2 separate regions of the Hordeum vulgare genome follow, and region 1 is linked to region 2. Evidence: chromatin contacts called from public Hi-C data. All regions are on one chromosome and are shown on one strand. The core of a region is the stretch at or near the end of the contact, and the rest is flanking DNA. Distances in the headings are between cores, read along the strand shown.

Evidence for each region. A called contact is a pair of places that touch in the nucleus more often than the background predicts.
Region 1: a Hi-C map of seedling shows a contact between it and region 2, with 1.8 times the contacts expected there. The contact joins the promoter of LOC123440665 here to the enhancer-like site in region 2. A contact is called at or near these places in 3 of 6 Hi-C or Micro-C datasets (leaf and seedling) and 1 of 1 datasets of contacts at active chromatin or transcription factors (embryo).

What each region holds. Positions count from the first base shown.
Region 1 is chr3H:569,080,572-569,084,846 of MorexV3_pseudomolecules_assembly, forward strand. LOC123440665 (B3 domain-containing protein VP1-like) reads right to left here and starts at 2,178. Exons shown (of 6, transcript XM_045117225.1): 1 at 578-2,178; 2 at 225-341. The coding sequence starts at 2,098.
Region 2 is chr3H:568,469,037-568,473,468 of MorexV3_pseudomolecules_assembly, forward strand. No RefSeq gene overlaps it. Among protein-coding and RNA genes, the nearest start is that of LOC123445171, 13 kb to the left of the region's middle. Within about 2 kb of position 3,100, at least 2 of the 3 cell types and tissues checked have open chromatin away from gene starts, as enhancers often do. A contact at or near this core is called in seedling, where this site is marked.

The sequences.
Region 1 (4,275 bases), core at 928-3,427, 610 kb after region 2:
CCAAGATCAATAGAAAGAGAGGAAGATCCATTCATAGCTAGGTCATACAGTTGCAAGTTGCAATCCAAAGACTGATCTTGTCTAATTAATCAAAGAGTAATCAAGGAGAAATTAAAATTTGCAAGTGGCTGCATGCACATAAATAGCTGAAAATTGCAAGTGGTGCATGGGGATGGGGATGTGGATGGAGGAAGAAGATCGCCATAGGGAGGTGACTGCCTCACTTTGGGGAGCACGATGCGGCCGAGGGTTCCGACGTCGCTCTGCTTCAGCACCTTCTGCAGCAGGAACCGCAGGTTCTTGTCTCCTGCCGGCGGCGCCGCCGCCGTCCTTGATGCCCCCTGCGCGCATGCACGGAACCTCGTTGAGAACTCGAGATGCAATTCACCGTGCAGGTAAACACACACGCACGAACGCACGCACGCATGCGGGGAGGAGATATCCTATCGCTGGACAGCGATGTGCGTCTCTTACGAAGTACGCACACTTATTTGGGGAGCAATGGCTTGTGATTCTATGCGGGATGGCGATCGATGGATGGATGGCAATGGCAAGAGGTGGTCGTGCATGCATGCACCTGCTGCCGCTGCTTGTCGGAAGCCGCCGCCTGCCCCTGGCGCTGCTGCGAGGCGGCGCCGCCGGAGGGCGGCCTCGCTGCCGCGTCCGGCGAGGGTTTTTGCTGCTTCTGCCTCGAGGAATTGGACTTCGTCGACAGCGGATTCGGGACCTGGATCATGAGCTGGCCATGAGGCTGGGCCTGGACGGCCGGCGGCGACCAGTGGCCTCCCCAGACGGGGGCCGAGTGCGCCGCGCGGGGGGAGGGCTCTTGAGGGAAGCCGCCGGTTTGGATCTGGCTCAGATTCAGCTGCTGGCTCCGCTGCTGCTGCAGGCACGACAGGCGCCGCTGCCTCGCCATCCGCTTCTTCCGGGCCTCCCTGGTCGCCGCCGGCTCCATCCGCTGCGGGAACTGCCCGGCGAATCCGGGAGCCGCGAACGGCTGCGGCACGGGCCCCGGCGGCGGCATCGGGTATGTTTGAGTGCCTGCGGATGTGGCGCCCGCTGGCACGAACGCCGCGTACTGCAGCGGCCAGGCCCCGGCGTGCATGTCGGCCGCCGCCGGCGGGGAGAACGGCTGACTGCTCACGACCACGCTGCTCGTGCTGCAGCCCTGCTGGAACGGGTACATCGCCTCGCCGCCGTAGGATGCAGTTGGCGAGAAGGCCTGATAGGGCATCCAAGATGTGGCAGCGGCAGCACCCGTCTCCGTGGGGAATTCGTAGCTGGGGTTTGCGCCGGGGCTGGGGAGCTGGCCTCCTGCCGGCGGCGCCTCCTGATCCATGGCGCCGACGCGGGGGCGCTTCTTCTGCAAGTGGTGGTTCTGCACCCAGGTGAGGATGAGCTTGAGCAGCTGCATGGTGCCCTGGCGCCCCCCGCCGAGCCGCGCGGCTGCGGCCTCGATGGTAGATCGACGGAGGCGGATGCTGCGGAGGTCCTCGGCCGAGATGCAGTCTCGGTTGTTCGTGAGCCACTCCATGAAGAACCGCGGCAGGTCGTCCGCCGCGCTCCCCGAGCCGCCTCCACCCATGAAGGCGTCCTCTCCCCCACCACCAGCCGCATCCGACGCCACTCTGCCGCCCGCGCCGTAGCCCGCCAGCGGATGCTGCTGCTGCTGCTGCTGCTGCTCGGAGATGACGTCCTCCAGCATCATCCCGACGTCGGGGAAGAGCGGCTCGTCGTCCCAGGGGACGTCGTCGTTGATGGACGCGAAGTCGAGCAGGTGGTCGATGTCGGAGAGGTCGTCCACCCCGTCCCCGGCCGCGGCAGGCTCCGACGGCTCGCCGCGCGTCCCCTCGCCCCCACGCCCGCCCACTCCCGCCGGAGCGGCGAAAGCGCTGGAGGAGTTGGAGGAGGAGGACGAGGAGAAGTTGGAGCTCGACGGCGAGGAGAGGCAAGGGAAGTCCGGGAGGGCCGGGAAGGTATCCTGCGCGAACATGAAGTCGTCCTCCCCATGCCGGATCTCCACCGCGGGGCCCTTCCCGCGCCTCGGCGCGCTCCCCTGCGGGTGCCGCGGCGGCGACGAGCCGGCGGAGGCGTCCATGCAAAGGGACGGAGGCAGCGAGAGCTAGAGGGCGAGGGCGACCGGGCGAGAGAGGGAGATGCGATGTGTGTGTGCGGCCAAAGCGTTTGTCCCGCTGTGTGTAGGTGCGGGGTGGGGGTGGGGGTGGGGGTAGGGGGTGGGTGCAGTTACTCAGAAGATGAACAGGGCAAGCAGGAGGTGGAAGGGAGAGAGTGCGGCTGCGCGCCACACGTGGCGCCCGCCGAGGGCTGTGGGAAGCGCTCCACCGCCCACGCCAGCCTCTCCCCGGCATCTCCCCCGCTCGCCCTCGGCCCATCCCACTGCACGCGGGCCCCACCTGTATCCCCGGGCCCGGCTTCAGCGAAACGGCATCGATCTCCGCGGGTGCGGGGTCGCCCCGCATGGTCCTGCTCGATGACAGCGGGGCCGCGTGACGCGAGCCCACATGTCAGTTACCGGGCTGGTGGGAGACTTTTGTTCCGGCGCGTGATAATGTTGACCGCTGCGTGGCACGTGCATGCGTCCGTGGACGGGGCCCGGGTGCGCGGAGCGGCTCCGCCTCGTAGGATGTCTGTGTCGCGGGAGCGCCGACTGGGCGCTGCGCGCTGGGTCCCTTTCGCGCCGTCCGATGGAGCCACTCCCGAGATCCGACGGACGCGAGCTTCCCAGGCGACATCAGGCCTGTCTCGGAACTAGGGGCGGCGCGTCCCCGCGCACGCACCCAAGCCTACACGGACGGGCGCACATGACGTGGAGGTGGGTCACATGTGGCCGGGATGACGTGGTGGTGAATGATTGGTCGTGGAGGTGGCGTGTGTGGAGCCATGGGCCCATGCCGCGGCCAGCTCAACGGCAGCCGGGAGATACATGTATCCGGTGTGGGCGTTGCGTGTGGATGCAGCGTTTGCTTGCCTTGTCCTGCTCGTAGGAGGTTGTTGCGGCCATAGTCAACAATATTTCGTAGCTTTTCTTAACTCTTTCTGGAAACGCTTGAGCAGTGCAATTGATATACGTATATTTGTTTCCATCACATGAATGACACCATGACGAAGTACTACTAGAACTGATAGAGTATTGCGTGGCGGCACCTTTGGCGGTTTGCGTAGCTGTTTCAAACAAAAAAATCAGTTTTTTTTTCTCGAGAGCACATCAATGATATACCTTAGCTTATAAAAAAGAGAATAATATGTACAAAAATTTACATGATAGATCATCACAACCCGATGATCCCACCCTAAAAAATAATCAGAGTATACAACGAGGATGGTGATAGATATAGCGTGGCTATGTGAAATATTTTCTAGGTAGACAATCGGGTGTAACACATTTACATTGGCATTGAACTAGTTGTGTCCGGAAATTTTAGCTAGATGATATGGATCTTATTGTCGGTCTTTGCGTGTGTGTTTTGAAGTGTGTAGGTGACCTCATTGATCAACAAGATTGTATTCGTATATATGTAGGCATTTAAGATTGGTAACTGATGTATTGACTTAGGACCGACGAATACCTTCAAGAAATTTTGGTATATCGTGATGTGGTCGTTCAGTCGTTCAAACATCTAAGGTCTCACATGTTGAATTGTTAGGTTGCTCATTTCTCCCCCAGTAGATGGTCATGGATAATATATCAATTACATCTATTTACGTTTTTTATAAAACATATCATATTTACGTGGGCCTGTATTTACGCCCCATCTATGGTTTATATGGTTCTAAAAAGGAGAAACAATGATGTGCATCTCTATCTTGATTGTCCGTTACATAACGTAATATATATAACACATTAATTGGCAGTAACTACGTTGTAAGTCCTTACCTCTGTTGACTTTACGGATGATAGCACGTAGACGGTGATTGACAAAAGATCAACAACAAAAATATTACACATACCTTTTATCATATTTTGCGTACATCATATTTACGTCCTATCCATGATTCATATTGTTCAAAAAGGAGGAACGGTGGTGTGTATCTCCAACTTGATTGTCTGTTACATGATGTAATATATAACGCATTCATTAGTAGTAAATGTGCTTATTTCTACTGATTTTACGGATGATTGCACGGAAACGGTCATTGAAAACAAATCTACAAGGAAATATTACAGATACCTTATATTATATTTTATATACCATATATCATATTCACGTTCCATCCATCATTTTTATGGATCTAAGGAGGAACAATGATGTGTAT
Region 2 (4,432 bases), core at 1,850-4,349:
TGGTTATAGCGAGATGGCGGCGTTTCACCTCAATTCCGGCGATGACGACGTGAGACGAACAACCTGGGCGTTAGGGAGAAGGGTGGCGAGGGCCATGGGAGGCTACGCGGTAGTAGCGGGGGTCGGCGGACGGTCGCTGGCGAAGATGCATCGATGAGGGAGAGGCGACACAGAGGTGTGAGCCTTTGCTTAAAGCGATAGACGTGGAGCGAAAATAGAGATGAGTTAGGCACCTGAGGATAATTTATCCTCCATTAACCCATGTTATGGATCGACTAGGTGCCCATTAGAGAAATATAACCGAATTTATCTTCCTCTAACATCGATAGGGGATCGATTAGAGTTACCCTAAACACTCTATTCTAACACAAATTCTTCTACTTATCTCTCCCTAATAATAAAACAAATAGGGTTTTTGGTCGTCCGTCATGGAAATTACCCTTAAAGTTTGCATAAATTACCCACCATGCCACCGTAAGTAATAGAAAACGTTTCACAAAGCAAAAAATCTTGGACTGGTCCGGTCCATGTAAAAACCTCCTATATTACGCTCTGCACGCTGGGAGAATATCCATCATACCGTATGGGCTGGCCCATGCACAGGCGCCTGCTTTTAGTTCCGTTTATTTATTTATTTATTTTCAGTTCCGTTTTATTTTTTTATTTTAAATTATTTAGAACTTCAAATAATCTTTAAATTTTTAATAAACTGAAAATCATAAATCAACATACTTAAAAAATAAAATGTTTGTGACTTCAAAAACTGCCCGGAGTTTTGTATAAAATGCTCGCATATACAATAAAATGTTGCAATTTTAGAAAAATATTTGTACAATAAGAAAAGTCCATGATTTCAAATACAATTCCATGTATTCAAAATTATTAAAGGCATTTAACAAAATGCTTTCTAATTGAAAATATGTTAATGCATCTAAGAAATGTCCTAAAATTTTAAAAATAGCTAATGCCTGTTTTGATAGTTTCTTTTCTTTATTTAAAATTTTCCATTCCATTTTTGTTTATTTCTAATTTAAATAATTTAGAATTACATAAACTTTTCCATATTAAAAAATAGGAATTTTGAAATAAAATGCTGACGAAAACATAATGTCCATGAATTCAATAAATATATTACTGATTTATAACAATGTCCATGAATTTAATAAATATATTACTGATTTATAAAAATGTTTGTTTATTTAGAAAAACTTCATGCGTTTGATAAAATGTTTGTGAATTTAAAATAAAATCCTCCAACATAAAAAATTATGTTCGCCTTTTCTTGAATTGGTCGCCAATTCAAAAGAAAATATTTAAACCTGTTCGAAATATAAAAAATATTCACGATTTTTAGTAAATGTTTGTAAATTGTAAAAAATGTTCTCGATTTTAAAATTGTTCTCATATTTGTAAAATTGTTCACGAAAGATCTAATGTATGTAGTTAAACATTAATGCTTCTAAGTCTTTGTGACAATATAACTGTGTGAATTTTAAAAAATTAACTGTTGGATGGATCGAATTTTTATTGTATGTTTTCTAATTTTTTTTATTAAAGTTCAGAATAAATCTTTGAGTTATCAAGATTTTTGACAATCATGATATATATTTTTTGAAAATGTAAAGATTGCTTCAGCTTGTGAATAAATTTAAAAGAAAAAACATTTTCTTGCATTTGTACATAAAATTTCAAAATCAAGCGATGATATGTGAACATAATGTGGTCATCATCATTGAAGATTATGTTTTTTTTCCGTGGCTACGCACGGGCCATTTTGCTAGTATTTAAAATAAAAGAATAATGTTCATGTTTCACTCATTTCACCGTTCAATCTATGGTATGTTAACCCCTCTCCCTATTTTGATTTCCGCCTTGCCTCTCTTATTTCCCCCATCGTTTGTTAAAATTACCTTAACCACCCCAATGTCTTATTGTCTTACCAAATATAATTATGTTTTCTTTGATAATGCAATACGTGTTGACTCGCCAGCCTGTCGCGGCCCCGCCTCCCTCCGCCCATCGGCCTGCGCGCGGCCATGCCGCCCTCCGCCGTCGGCCTGCGCGCGGCCATGCCGCCCTCCGCCGTCGGCCTGCCCGCGGTCCCGCCGCCCTCTGCCGCCGGCCTGCCCGCGGCCCGCGCGCCCTTCGCCGTCTCCCCGTCGCCCGCCCACGGCACCGCCGCCCCTGCTCGTAGCCCCGCCGGCTTGCCCGTGGCCCTGCCTCCCTCCGCCGCCGGCGTGCTCGCGGCCTCGCCGCCGGCCTGCCCGCGGCCCGCCGCCCTCCGCCGCCGGCCTGCTCGCGGCCCGGCTACCGCCCTCCGCCGCCGGCTTGCTCTGCAACTGAGTTCTGCAACCCGACCTTTGTTGCAAAAAGTTTTCTGCAACACGACATTTGTTGCAAAATTTCTTTTGCAAACAATTAATACCTATTTTGGAGAAAGTCAAAAAAAAATCTGTAACAAAGTCATTGTTTCTGAAACTCGATCATTATTTCAGGAATTTAATGGAACTCGATCGTTGTTTCTGAAACTCAACCGTTGTTTCATGATTTTTGGGTGCAGGGAGGCGACGGATCGAACGGCTGCCGCATACATCCAACGGCCGTTGAGGTGGCGGACGTTTATTAAACATTCACCGGTGGACGCGTAGCAGCCCCTTTAAAATTTTGAATTTGCTTGCATTGCTACACTTAGAAAATTAGAGTTACCATGCCATAATTTAGAGTCTCACGTGTTGTGCCAATAGTTTACTGCAATTTTCTTTCTAGACGTATGATGTGATCATTTTACACCATGTTAACTCTGAACAATCTCGCTGCAACCTTGTCTAAAATTGCACCACTTATAGTTTACTCCTCCTCCTCCTCATCATCATCATGATCATCATCATCATCATCATCGACATGTTATTTTGTTTTATCTCCTCGCTAGCTCTGTGAGTCTGCTATATTAGTTTACAAATTAAGGGAATATCACTCATAGTTTACTCATTATCTTTTGTGAGTCTGTGATGTCAGCGTCTTACTTAGCCTGGCCCTGACCCAGACATGTGGCTTAGCCTGGCCCAGGCCGCGTTGGAATAGGTCGCCTGGGTGCTGCATGGCAGCTGGCTCCACTCCAATCAGCAGATTCTCTCGTATGGGTCATGCCTCAAAAGTACTCCCTTCATAAAAAAAAGAAGAACGTTTAAATAATTAAAATAGTGATTTAAACACTTTTTTATTTATTTATGAAGGGAGTATGTGTTATTTAGCATTAAGATTTTTCAAGGCATGGACTACAACCAAACATGTCATGTCTGACCAGGCATTTGTTTTTCTACTTTCCATGCTATGTCCAGGAGCCACTTTGTTCCGGGCATACATGTGAGGGTGAGAACCAAACATACATGTAATCATTTTACACATGCAGACCCTGAACGATCTCGCTGTAACCTTGTCTAAAATTGCACCACTCATAGTTTACTTATCTTTTTCCTCCTCCTCCTCATCATCATCATCATCATAGACATGTTATTTTGTTTTATCTCCTCACTAGCTCTCTGAGTCCGTCCGTTATATTAGTTTACAGAGGGAATACCACTCATAGTTTACTCATTATCTTTTTCTTCTTCGTCGTCCTTCTTCTTCTTCCTCTTCTTCTTCTTTTTCTCCGCCATGTTATTTTGTTTTATTTCTCGCTAGCTCGGTGAGTCCGTTACACAGATGTATTTGAATATGATACGGTTAGATCTCCATTTTCCAAGATACCAGACGAATGGACATAAAAGGTACGGCATCTCTCGCGAAAACGAAAAGGCACGTTAACTGTCTTCGCTTGCAACTTCTTCTCCGTTCTCAGAGGGTGGCTCCTCTTCTTTTCTTCCTTTCCTTGGATTATTTTTCAGTCCTGGCTAGCCCCGTGAGTCCGATGTGTATATACGTGCACATAGTACATTATCCTCGTCCATGGATTTATGAATCTCCAATTCCCAAGATACCAGACGAGTGCGCATAGAAACAAAATCCCATCTCGACCCTCAAGTAGTGGTTAAATACACACACACACATACACATACGCATTTCGCCGCATCCGGTGCAGTTTGGCGCCACCGAACGCCACCAAACACAGGAACACACACTCCTCCATCCATCAATACCGGACAAAACCACGTCCGCGCGCACACAGAAACACGCCGCTCATGATTGCCTTATCCTCCACGAACACACCTCATCACCAGGTCCTCTTTATTCACCAAAAAATGTAAAGAAACCGAGCAGGAAAAGGAGGAAGGGGAAGAAGAAAACAAGCGCATCCCGGCCCACATCCGCGATCGGTCGCCGGGGCGCATCGGAGACGCCGCGATCGGGAACCCCCACCACGGGTAGCGGGGCACGTAGGCGCGAGAGGCCTCGATAAGCCAGCCTAGTTTACGATGGAATTCCCTCCGGGTGG